2 separate regions of the Callithrix jacchus genome follow, and region 2 is linked to region 1. The links are chromatin contacts, called in public Hi-C maps. All regions are on one chromosome and are shown on one strand. The core of a region is the stretch at or near the end of the contact, and the rest is flanking DNA. Distances in the headings are between cores, read along the strand shown.

What was found. A called contact is a pair of places that touch in the nucleus more often than the background predicts.
Region 2: a Hi-C map of skeletal muscle shows a contact between it and region 1, with 5 times the contacts expected there. The contact joins the promoter of QTMAN here to the promoter of ZEB2 in region 1. A contact is called at or near these places in 3 of 3 Hi-C or Micro-C datasets (induced pluripotent stem cells and skeletal muscle).

The regions. Positions count from the first base shown.
Region 1 is chr6:85,840,070-85,846,187 of calJac240_pri, reverse strand. ZEB2 (zinc finger E-box binding homeobox 2) reads right to left here and starts at 3,214. Exons shown (of 10, transcript XM_078327876.1): 1 at 3,034-3,214; 2 at 367-508. It also overlaps the pseudogene LOC144576660.
Region 2 is chr6:86,029,375-86,035,492 of calJac240_pri, reverse strand. It overlaps QTMAN (queuosine-tRNA mannosyltransferase), which reads right to left and starts at 2,428. Exons shown (of 14, transcript XM_078327881.1): 1 at 2,217-2,428.

The sequences.
Region 1 (6,118 bases), core at 1,965-4,464:
ACGCTGCCGAAGCCCGGCCGTAGACCGGGCGGGCCGGGCGCGAGCGGAGCGGGAGGCGGAGGCGGAGGGAGGGCGGAGGCAGGGGCTAGAGGGGTGCAGAGGAACTGGGGGCGCGGGGCCCTGGCCGGACCCCCGCGTTCGGAGCCCCCGGGCGCCTGACGCTCACTTTGCCCCGCACTTCCCCAACTCCCCCCCGGTCCAGCCGCCGCGCGCGCCGGGCTCCGGCGCCGGCCGCGGAGGGAGGCTCGCCCTGGAGCCCTGGGCGCTGCCGCCGCCGCCTCGGTTCCTTTTCCCTTTCCCCCTCCTACTCCCTGGGTCTCGAGCCGCGGAGTGGCCCGGAAAAGTTTGGTTCGAGCGGCTTCTTACCGTTTTTCCTCCTGGGATTGGCTTGTTTGCGCCTCTTGCACCGGGGGCCATCCGCCATGATCGGCTGCTTCATTGATAAGAGCGGATCAGATGGCAGTTCGCATGGACTCGGCGCCCTGCTTCGGCAGCACGCAGGCTCGATCTAGCAACCAAACACAGCGACAATGTGGGCATCGCCCGCGCCCATTGAAACGCGCGCTGGCCGCCCAGGGGAGCCGGGCCAGGGCCCCGGCGAGCACCCATCCGCGCCCCCCAACGCCAAAGCGAAACTTCGGCGGCCCCCTCCCCGCCCCCCACCCCCAGCCTTGGCCCCGAGGCGCTTTGTGTTTGTAACTGTTTGGTGTGTAGCACCCGCGAGGGGATCAGAGAGACAAGAATTACATCTTCAAAATGAGTCATAACTCCTGACCGTATGAGGGAATGCACACGGCGGTACAGTAAGACCGCTTGACTCAGGGCTAGGCGGACCCTTTCCTCCGAAAAGTCCTCAGCCCCAAGCTCGGGAACTTGGGGTGAGGCGAGGTTTTCTTTTCGCTCTCATCTTTTCTCATCTCCCCCCACCCCCATTTCCCAGAGGAAACAAACAAACAAACAAGGCGAAACAGCCCCTGGATGAAGCACACTCGGGCAAATTGATAATAGTAATTATAGGAAGCCCACTCGCCCAGCGCCCCCTCCCCTCCCCTTTCGGAGTTTATCGAGGCACTGTCTCTTCCCCCACCCCCTCCCCCAAATTAAGATTTCCCGTTTTACGCCGCAATAAGAAATATAATTATAAGCCTCTTTGGACACTGTCCCTTACCCCCCACCCCCGCCACTTTGACAATATTTACTTAAGTATTTTACCCCACCTCACTCACACACATGCTCCCCCACACTGGTTCCCTTAAATAGTTCTAGTAGAAAAAAATTTTTTTCCCTCAAGAAAGGAAAGAGAAAGTCCAACCGCTACGGCAATACTTTTAAGCTCTACTAAATGATCGTATCCTTTCTGGCTTCGAAACTTTTGTACCTAAAAATCGAGAGAGGCGCTGCATTTTTTCAGCTGAAACTGTCAAAACTTGGAGAAGGGGAAACTCGGAGGCAGGCAGGAGAGGAAGAGAATCCTGAAAACTCGGTGGAGGTAGGGAAGATGCTGTGCCTCGAGGATTAGTTTAAACAGGGGGCTATAAAAGATGTAACAGATGCAAACTGTAACACAAGGGCCCTTAACCCTTTCTCTGCCGGACATACTCAGTCCCCACGCCCCGCACCTATTGTCTCCTGTGCTCGAAGCTTTGCAGAAAACCTGGAAAGTGAGTATCAGTTTCCACACGTTTGCTGAGAGGGGTGAAGGGAGGGGGGCAGAGAGAAAGGGAAGTGGATATTTTAGAAAGCACCTTAAATTTACCTAGGCATACATAGTAGGAGACTTTTAATTTAAGTTTGACACATTTTATCATTTCTTTCCTTGTCCTATTGATTTGAAATTGTTAGGGGAAATCCTGAAATAAAGAAATAGTCACACAAGTGTCTGGGATGAAACAGCTGGCCTCTCTGTATTCACCCTGAGACACACGATTGCATATAAATACATGTTTAATAAAGTAAGTTGCTAGTTTTATAAGCATGTGTGTGTGTGAGAGAGAGACAGGACATTTGTGCTGTAAACTTTATCTTTGCCTGTTACTCCTAAGTCTGGAGTTAGTAATCTTACCTTCATCATTACAGGGGGAGCATGTAAAATATATCAGTAGGTGGGAGATAAACACATTCATGTTAGCCGGGCTCATCACTGTTCCTGGGAACTCCTGCTATCTCCCTCTCGACTTTTCAGTGCCAAAGTGTGGAATGGGATATATGTGTGTATGTGTCTTCTATTAAATCCAGGTTTATATTACTTTGCCATTTAAAATACAATTTTAAAAGTTATCCTAATTTAAAACCCTGGTACCCTGACAGCAGTTTTCTTCCCAGCTGTAGTGCCCCCCCCCCCCACTTTGGTAAACGACTCAAGTTCCATGAGGACTTTCACTTCTTTATTTATAATCACAGAAGTGAGGTGTTACTTCACACACACACACACACACACAAAGAATGAAATAAAGAAATGAAACTCGCTAAGCAGACAAAAACAGACAACTTTCTGCTTAGAAAACAGCCTTCTCGGTGGGAGAGGATGAACTGCCATGTCTAAGAGAAAGAATTGCCCCCGAATTTGTAGGTCTGTAACTGACCAAGTTTTGTAATTATTAACAGGTATTTGCCAAGTCCTAATTGCTGAATATAATGAATTGGAACTAGATGCGAAAATAGAGCAGGACCTCTCCCCTTGATGAGTTTTTATTCCAGCCATATAATTCTCAACAAAACTTTTCCTAGGCTGGGTAGCAAAGGGCACCTTTGGTTACCTGAATGGACAGGTACAGGGGAAATTATTTGGGGGAGGGAAAAAGGAGAGAAAAGCAAGGAGAGAGAGGGAGTGTGTAAGAGAAAGCGAAGAAGCCACTCTTGGGAAAAGCTTTCCAAAAAGGAGCTAAACCCACCTGAAATTCCTACCCACGGACACCCCTTCTCACTTCAGACTCACATCCCTACTCAAAATGAGAAAATTAGAAAAGGAGGATGGAGGACGAGCACACCAAAAAGGGATAAAATGAGAGAAAATGGGAGGAAAAAAAAACCTACCTGCGAAGTCTTGTTTGTAGTTTTGGCCAGAAATGGTGAGAAGAAAAAGCATGAAGAAGCCGCGAAGTGTGGGGGAGAAAAAGGTGGAAGCGAAGAAACAGCTCCCGGAGCAAACTGTACAAAAACCTCGCCAAGAGTGTCGGGAGGCAGGACCGTTATTCCTGCGGAGCAGGTTAGAACTGATCTCTTTCGGCCACTCTAGGAAACACAAACCTGGGGACGGACTGACGTGTTACGCCTCTTCTAATGACATTTTTTTCTTTTTCTTTTCTGTAGGAGAGAGACGAGAGACCCTGAAACACGCGCCACCTATCTTTGTGGGGAGGGATAATTGAAGCGCCCTGAGCGTGAGCATCATGTGAAAACGTGATCGCCAAGTTTCTCTCTGGGAAAGGATCTGGGATAGATTATACCTTGAAGTCTCCGCAAACGCTTTAGTGGAAGAAATGAAATTCCACCTCCCTCCCTTCCTCTCTCCCTCCCTTTCGCCTTCGCCTCCCTCCCTCCCTCCCTCCCTTTTTCTCCCCCCCCCCCCCCCCGCCCGCCCGTCAAGCCTTTGGCATCATTATCCTCATCACTAAATCCTACAGAGTACAGGGCGGAAAACCGTGCACACCATTCACAGAACTGGAGAACTCTAAGGGGCGAAAGTTAAAGGGAAAGATCCCGGGTCCTCAAATCTCAAATCCAGATCGTCTCTTCTTGTACAGATATCTCTAATGATCAGATCTGAGATGCACAACAAATTCTGTGGATATCTCAGCACAGCTTCTGGAACAAAATTAGCTATCCTTTCTCTTATTATTATTATTATTATTTTCTTTTTAGGTACCAGAGCCAGAAAAAAAAAAAAATGCATGAGAGCGGCATCTTAGGGCATGTGTGTTAGGGTGTGTGTGTGATGAATTTCTGGATTGGATCCTAATATTAAAAAGTAGTTTGGCATTTTAATAAAGGATCTCTAAGTAAATTAACATAGAACACTCCCGATCTCTGAATCTCTCTACATCTTAGGGAGACCTCACTATAAAGTGAGGGAGAGAGTGTAAGGAGGCAGGAGGAGAAAAGAGAAAGGCCACAGAGAAACTTAGCAGGGAAGGAAGAGCATGATATTAAACGGCATGGGGTCTAAGTTTTGGAGTATATATTTTTTGATATTACAATTAAAGTAAAATTAAAAAGAAAAGACTCCACCTTTGCTCTGAAGGGATTGGTTATGCAAATATGGAAGGGATTTCCTGGAGAATACAGCTTTCTACTGTATGGTTAATTAAATAATCACTCAAAAGCTTCCAACGTGACGCTTCTGTCGTAATCCAATCAGGTTACATAGGTCCTAAACAAGAAAGATATTTTCCACATCTGGAAGTCAGCAATTTAGCAAGTACTGCACATTATTAACCAATTCAGAGCCCACTTCCCAGGGGAATTTTTTTGAAGTTTAAGTGTTCTTAACCAATGCTCTGCTGTTTTGTTAATCAAAAAGCTGGTTTACACTGCACATAATTGGAACTAATATAGAAGTAAATAAAGACAGCCAAATTTGAGGATGCTGAGCACAGGCATTTATCGGAAAAGGAAGAAATCTCCTTTCCTCGGATGGTTCAGGCTCAATTTCTTAAAGAACTGTAAGACTTTTTTTCCCCCTAAAGAGTGAAAGTGCTTGAGAACCTCAGAGCACAAATAAACTTCTAGTCTCACAGCATTTAGGATCCTTTGGAAAGGTAAAGGTGGAGGAGGTGTGAAGACCAGAGAGCTGCCTCGCACCAATTTTTAAGCTTTAATATTGTTAAATACGTTACACCCTCCTGTTTCCAGTCTGATGAAATCTGAAACAAATAATACCCTGATCCAACACTATATTAAGATAAACTGCTTTGAACTATGCTTTGAATGTGTGCCTAAAGCAAGACTTTGAATGCAAGAGTCACTGGCAATTGCACTCAAAGGAGGGACAAACTACCACATGGGTTGCCACATCCACACTCCCAGAGGTACACGTCTTTGTATTTTGTATGTTTTGGGGGGTAGGGTGGGGAGGGGGTGGTTAATAGCTACCAAGCACGACCACAGCTAGATCTTGTTCTAGGATGCAAGAAAGATTTTCACAGTTGGTTACAGACTCACCTCTTTCCTAATTTAAATATTTATTATAATAGCTGCTGGATAAATTAACTCTCTCCCCCCACCCCATCACAGATAAAGTGTCTATAGAAGAAAGGTATTCAGGATCTTCAGCTTAAAATTATTGATAAATAAAATCAAATATTTTCAACATGGGTCAGATACATTTTGAATTTTATATTTTACATTTCTTTCACTGTTATATAGCTATACTAAATATATGTGTGACCTATCAAGTTCCTCTTCTAAGATTTAGCACCACTGTTCATGTCCATTTTTCTTCTCCTTTTTTTCTCTTTTTTAATTTAAAAAATTGGAGTCCAGCTTTCTCTAGAAGTTTGCTTTACAGCCACTCCTCTTTCACTCCTAAGGAAGAAGGAGCCCATTGCCTAGAGTGATTCCAGGCAATACTCTTCAGGCATCCAGGTAGCCATTGGAAGCTTACAGCCCAGACACACACAAGCGTAACCTCAGGTCAAAGGATCTAACCGAATAGCTAACAAAACACTTGTCTTTATTATGTATATTAAATGTCAAGTTACTTAGGATCTGACTTAAAAAAAAAAAAAAAGACCCTTAAGTATTTCCACTGAAAACACCTAATCATCTGATTACCCTGGACTCAGTAATCGTTCACGTGGCAGGAGACAGTCCCCAACATGTAGCACTGGGAGTTCCGACTGGCCAGTATTTGATTTGGGGTGAAAAAGCAACCTTCCAAGTTTCCATAAAGGTGGATGTTTGGATGTTGGCACGGGAAGGGTCTCTCAGAGGGGTGAGCGCGCGGCTAGGTTGCCCCTCGTTCCTGACTGGCACGCCCCTCCCCAGGCATTTGGCCGAGAGAGTTCCCAACGTGGCAGAGGTGATGGGGTTGGGTGGAAGCCGGAATATAAATTTGTTCCGAACATTCTCTCAGTCCGAGGGCCAGGTCCGGGGACAATGGGGATCGTGGGATCAGGGG
Region 2 (6,118 bases), core at 1,179-3,678, 190 kb before region 1:
GTGATGTAGGCTATCTGAATCAAAAATATGAATCGATTATAAGGGAAAGATAATTACTAATTCAAAAAACTGGAAAGTAATGTTAAAACTGATAGAAGTAAATACTTCCTAACTATGAACAATTTATGGCATTTTAATCTAATGGGTTAAAATCATAAATTGAGAAAAAATATTAAAATTTAGTAATTACTTGAATTTTTTTTTTTTTTTTTGAGAGGGAGTCTCACTCTCTGGCCCTGGCTGATGTGCAATGCAGCAATCTCAGCTCACTGCAACCTCCGCCTCCCAGTTCAAGCGATTCTCCTGCCTCAGCCTCCTGAGTAGCTGGGATTACAGGCATGCACCACCACACCCGCCTAAATTTTGTATTTTTAGTAGAGATGGGGTGTAACCATGTTGGCCAGGCTGGTCTCGAACTCACCACCTCATGATCCACCTGCCTCAGCCTCCCAAAGTGCTGGGATTACAAGCATGAGCCACCGTACCCAGCCAATTACTTGGCTTTTTAAGATACCATAATCAAACAAACTTTAGTACAATAAACGAGGTCTGAATTACCTAGTTAAGTGTTTAATTAAGGCAACTAGTTCTATTCGGCTCCTACTAAATTCATCAAGAAACTCTTAGATTCTCAATTTTTCTGTAAAATAATGGGATTGGATTATGCTGAAAGGTCCCTTACAAATCGAAAACTTTGTACTTCTGTAATGCATAAGATGAAAACGTCAACACAATTTTCAAATCAGGAGTAAAGAAGCCATCTTAACTTTGCAAACTGGTGATGTCAAAAAATTCATTATTTCCTACCTTACTGCAAGTATCATGCTTCAGATTTTACCTATTCATTGTTTTCAAGTATGCCAAAGAAAGTTTCTCGATTCAAGACGTACTCCTCCAACCCTCAATACCAAAACTGTTTCCATTAAATTCAGTACAGGATCCTATGGAAAATGTATACCAAAAGGGAGTGGGAGCCGATCTAATCCAAATCAGACCCGGAACGCACGAATTAAAATTCAATATTTCACTTGGTATGTGGGTTCCTACATGAAACTCCTGTCATGGTTAAAGCTTAAGGTTAAACAAGTTAATAGAATCCAATAGAATGGCTCTATTGAATTGTACTGAACTTCTTTTTCAGTAGCTCCTTTACCTAACCATTATGTTAAGCTTTAAAATCAACTTCCGGGTAGTACCAAATGACCAAGGTGAGCCACGGCAGCCGGGGGCTGCCAACTGAAATCCATCTCGCGTGGAAAATCATCGACTCACGTTTTCCATTTCAAACTGCGATACGGGTGGAGGAAAAATTGTAAAAGCCTTCTTTTTGAACCTGCCATCACAGGGCCTCAAGGCGGTTAACTTAAGAATCTCAAGATAACCTAATGCCGCAGAATTATCAGAAGACTCTAAAAGTTGTATGTGCGAGAGAAGGCAAAAAAAAAAAAATGCTTCGGGACTAAAGTATTAAATTTCGCTGCTGAATTTCCAAGACTTAAATTTCGAGAACCTTTCCACCTGGACAGAATGGGACTGTCTGGATCCCGATGAAAATGGGAAGTTGTGCGCTTAATCCTCAGACAAGGGATGGAGAGGGGCACAGTGTGGTCTTCACACTCAGCTGGCAGAGGGGAGTGGGGCGCTGGGGAGGTCTCGAAACCGAGAGCGACCAGGAGCCAGACGCCAAGGTTACCCTCAGGAAGGCCCGGGGCTTGCACTGCAAGGGGCCAAGCGCCGGGCAGCCCTGGTGGTCGGCCAGGCATCCCAGCCAACTCAGGCCAACCCCGGGCGCCCGGCCTCCCTTCTCCCGCGCGAGGGCGACGTGCCCCCACCCGTCCTCGCAGAATGCGCGAGTAAGAAGCGGAGCGCCGGGCTGCGGAAAGCCGGCACGCACGACGTGTAGGCATCAAGAAAAAGCAATTCGAACCCCGTCAGTTTGCAGAAGAAACAAAACGCAACGGCCTGGACGGCGCATTCCGAGCGCGGGGCGGACCACCGCGCAGGGAGCGCAGCGCGTGCGCCCGGGAAGTGCTAGACTCTCAGCTCCGCCTCCCCCACAACCCCCGCCCCCGGCTCCCCGCGCCGCAGCCTCCGCGGCTGCCCCTCTGGGAACTCCGCGCAGCGCGGCCCCGCGAGGCGGGCGCCGGGGAGGGGAGGGGCCGTGCTCCCCGCCTCCCTGCCGGCCCGCGCGGCTCCCCAGCCCGGAGCCTACTCACCTCCTCCTCCTCCTCCTCCTCCTCGTCTCTCCCTCCTGGCCACGGGCGCAGCCCAGCCGGCGACGCGCTGACGCCGTGCCCCTCCCCCGCGACCGCCGCGAATGCCGCCGCCCCTCCCGGCCCGCGGCCGCCGCGGTCTGCGGCCGCGTCAGGCGTTGGCCCCGCCCCTCTGCCCGCCCGCGCACTCGAGGCTCCGCCTCCCTGCGCAGCCCGGACTCTGCCGGCACAGCGTCCCTAAATCAGCGGCCGCTTCCGCCAGCGCGAGTAGCTCCGCCCCGGCCCGCGAGCTCGGCTGGTCGCACCTGCCTACTGTCCCCAGTCCTCGCTCCGCTCCCCTCCTCCCCGCGCGCCTTTTCCCATCTCGTCAACACCCCGTCCGCCCCTTCAGCTTTTTCATACTCTTTCCCCAACCTCCTCGTCCCGTTCTAAGCTCTCATAGTCACCTTCTCTTTTCTTCTGGAAGGTCTGTGCTGCTCACTAGGTCGACCTCGGCTTCCTTCCGCAGTTTTACCCCTGGCCCCTTGCATCTTCTTTCCCCGTCCTCTCTCCTGCATGCTGGGGCCTCAGGGCCCCGGTGCGTTCCCGGCTCTCTTGCTGACACCTCTACCTGCTCTGCAGCCCGTACCTCCTCGACAACTGCTGTGCCAAGGCGTCTTAATTTCCCTACCTCTGGACCCCCTCGGATCCCTCCTGGCAAGGCTCATGCTTTCCTTTAACTGCATTTTTCGCGTCCTTTCGGTTCTGACTACTACACACACTTCTGTTGCAGTTTGAGTATTCAACAGCTGCATGTTCACGGTCCCACTTACACGAAGAGAGTCACATTGAACAATTAAAAATCGCAAAGCAAAGCAACAGCAGTGGAGACCATCGTTTGACTTGCATAATTCCAGCTATACTTTCTTTATGCACTAATATTCTCATTGCCACTTGAATGTCAAGGAATGGGATTTTTCTATTGCGGCTTAAAATTCACAAATGTTGGATGTTTTTTCCCTGCGACCTAATTTCACTTCAGCTCTTTTATTTATAAAATACATAGTAGAAAGAGTACCAGGAAGTCCTAGGTGTTCTTGGCTGTAAAGTGAAGAATGTGTCCCTCCTTCTAAATTTCCGTGATTCTGAAGTAAAGGATTTTGTATATGGAAGGAGGGTATAGGTTAAATGAGTCTAGCGAAGACAAAACATGCAAATATAACTGGATGTCTTGTTTATTAAGTAACTTCATTTTTGAAACTGCAACTTGGAAGAGTTAGGCTGTGATGCGGAAATGAGTTAAGAAACATACCAAAATAAAGGAAATTGATTAGGCCTTTGTAGTTATATCCAAAGTTGCGTTAAGTTATGTCAGTAAACATTCTTATCCTTAAATTGAAGCGTTGAAACGGTCTTCCGTTCCAAACAAAATCCAGCTCTGTGTGGACATTCAAAGTTTAAAACCATTGTTGAATTGAACAACAGCATTGTAAACATTTGAAAGCCTAATAAACCATCTGTCCATCCACTTTCACACAAATTGAGAAACAGAAGTAAATGCCAAAACCTGAAAGTGAGTGTTCCTGACTACACATGAAACTAGTAAATCCTATTACACAGAATGAAGTACAAAATGCTCTTCCACTTACCATGCGGTTACTTCCCAATAAACACAATGTAGGTTAAAAAATATTGTAAGCCAAAATTGCATTTAATGCTAGCAACAGATCAGATGGTCCTTGACTTCCAATATTTTCAACTTTAGGATGGTATGAAATATATATATACATTCAGTAGGAACCGTAACCGTATCCTAAGTCATAAGAAGCTCCTCAACTTATGGGGTTACTTCCAGGTAAGCCCATTGTAAAATGGAAAAATTCTAAATTGAACCACGATATCTGAAAAATCCCAAAGGTTATGGCTGCCATGTCATTGATTTGAAAATAGAATGACATAATTTTATAATTAATCTGGTCCTTAAAATAATTGGGAGTCTAATCATTTCATTTTAAAATGAAAAAATTTTTAAATCTTTTTAAATCTGATTAAGAACTGTAGCCCAGAGAGGGTAAGTTGTTTAACCAATATCACCCAGCTTAACTGGAAACAAAGCCAGGATTCAAATTCAGACTTTCTGTCTCACATACCTGCCAGCATCTGGCTCATATTAATAGTTAACACTTACATAAAGCTATTTAACATCAAAATTCTTTGACTTTGCAGCTTTGCCTGCATGGTCTGAGTGATGTATGAAATTGCACTTGGCGCTAGCTAGGAAGGTATTTTTGTCAGAAGCTGCTTTGTCCCACTGGATTCAAGGATTCCTGTTGCACAACTTTCATCTCAGTCAGGGTTCATCTGCATGATCCAGACAATTCTGGCCAGACCTCCAGAGCCATGAACCAATCAAACGCATTCATCCTCAGTAGTGACAACGGCTGTGCCTGATTGTAAGAATTATTAAGTCCTTGCTGCCAAGAAAATTACAACATCACTAGGGAGGTAAAATATGAAACACAAAATGATAATCCAACATTATTAATGAAGAATTCAATTATCAATTTCCAATTTTAAACTGGAAAATAATACATGTAAACTGAGGGAGGACTTCTTAACAACAGAAAAGAACAAAAAATGAAATTCAGAATTTAGGTTTATTTATAGAGAAAAAAGGTAAAGGAAATTGCTTAAAGGCGGTAAGAAGAAAATAGGCACATCAATAACAGGAGAAAGTAGGAGATTCGCTGAGCTAAAGCAGGAGATTCATTTCAGAAACAACAGAAAACTAGCTGAAATAATAGAGTAGGGTCATTGATAAAGGACCTAAATTTGAGCCTGAGATATTTATTCTAATAGGAAATAATCTGGGTGGACTTGGGATGGGGAGAGGAGGACAAGACCGGAAGACCATAGCTTGTCAGGTTCTGATGAAGCAAATAGAATTTATAAGAATCTTTGGTCATAAGTGCAACGAAGGAAAGACTTGGGTTCACTGAGGATGTGTGGGAATCAAAGAAGAGAATGAAATCCAAGATGACTTTAGGATTGTGGCAAGAGTCAATAACAGGATATAAAGACCTTGGCACCTTAGAGTTGGAAGATGATCAACACTCACTGGAACAGCCTCTCAGTTGATAGACAAGGAAGCCAGACATTTTCCCAAGGTAGATCCTCATCATCACAACCTCATTCCAGAAAACTGTAGTTTACTGTTTAAATAGAATCAGAAGGTAAAAAAGGAAACTTTCCCTTGTTCCTGATCCTGCTGGTGTTTTACGGTCAGCTTATTTTTATTGCTACTTTAGCCCCACTAATACAGTATATAATATTATAGGAGGAAATAATAAGTGTTCGTTAAATATGTACCAAATGCATTCCAGTATGTTTCTACTCAGAATTCTGCTAGCTGTGGAAGCCTAGAAAAGTACAAAAAGGGAAGAGCCTCTGATGAAGAAATCTTACAATCTGGTTGAAGAAAAAAGTTCAATGCACCTAACACGATAGAGAGTAGGTTCCATAGACAGTGAGAACAACATATGTGAACTGGATCGTATATTTATATAGAAACATGGAAAAATACTGTCCAATGGATTGGAAGTGATACAATCTATAAAGTTCATTATTCAACACATTTTTAATTAATCTTTAAGCACTATTCTAGGTATTAGAGGTAAGGCAGTAAAATAAAAAGCTCCTGTTCCTATTGAGGTTACATTCTGTTCAGGAGAGACAGAGAAGAACAAGTAGATATACAACTATAAGAGTAACAAGTGCTCTGAAGAAAATAATGTGCAAAGGTGTCAGAATGCATGTGAAGGGAGTAGGACTGACCTTTCTGAGGAACACTTAAACTACCTCTTGAATGAAAGAAACAACCAGTCATGGAAGATCCAGAGAAGAGTAATAGGTAGATAGTAAGCCAG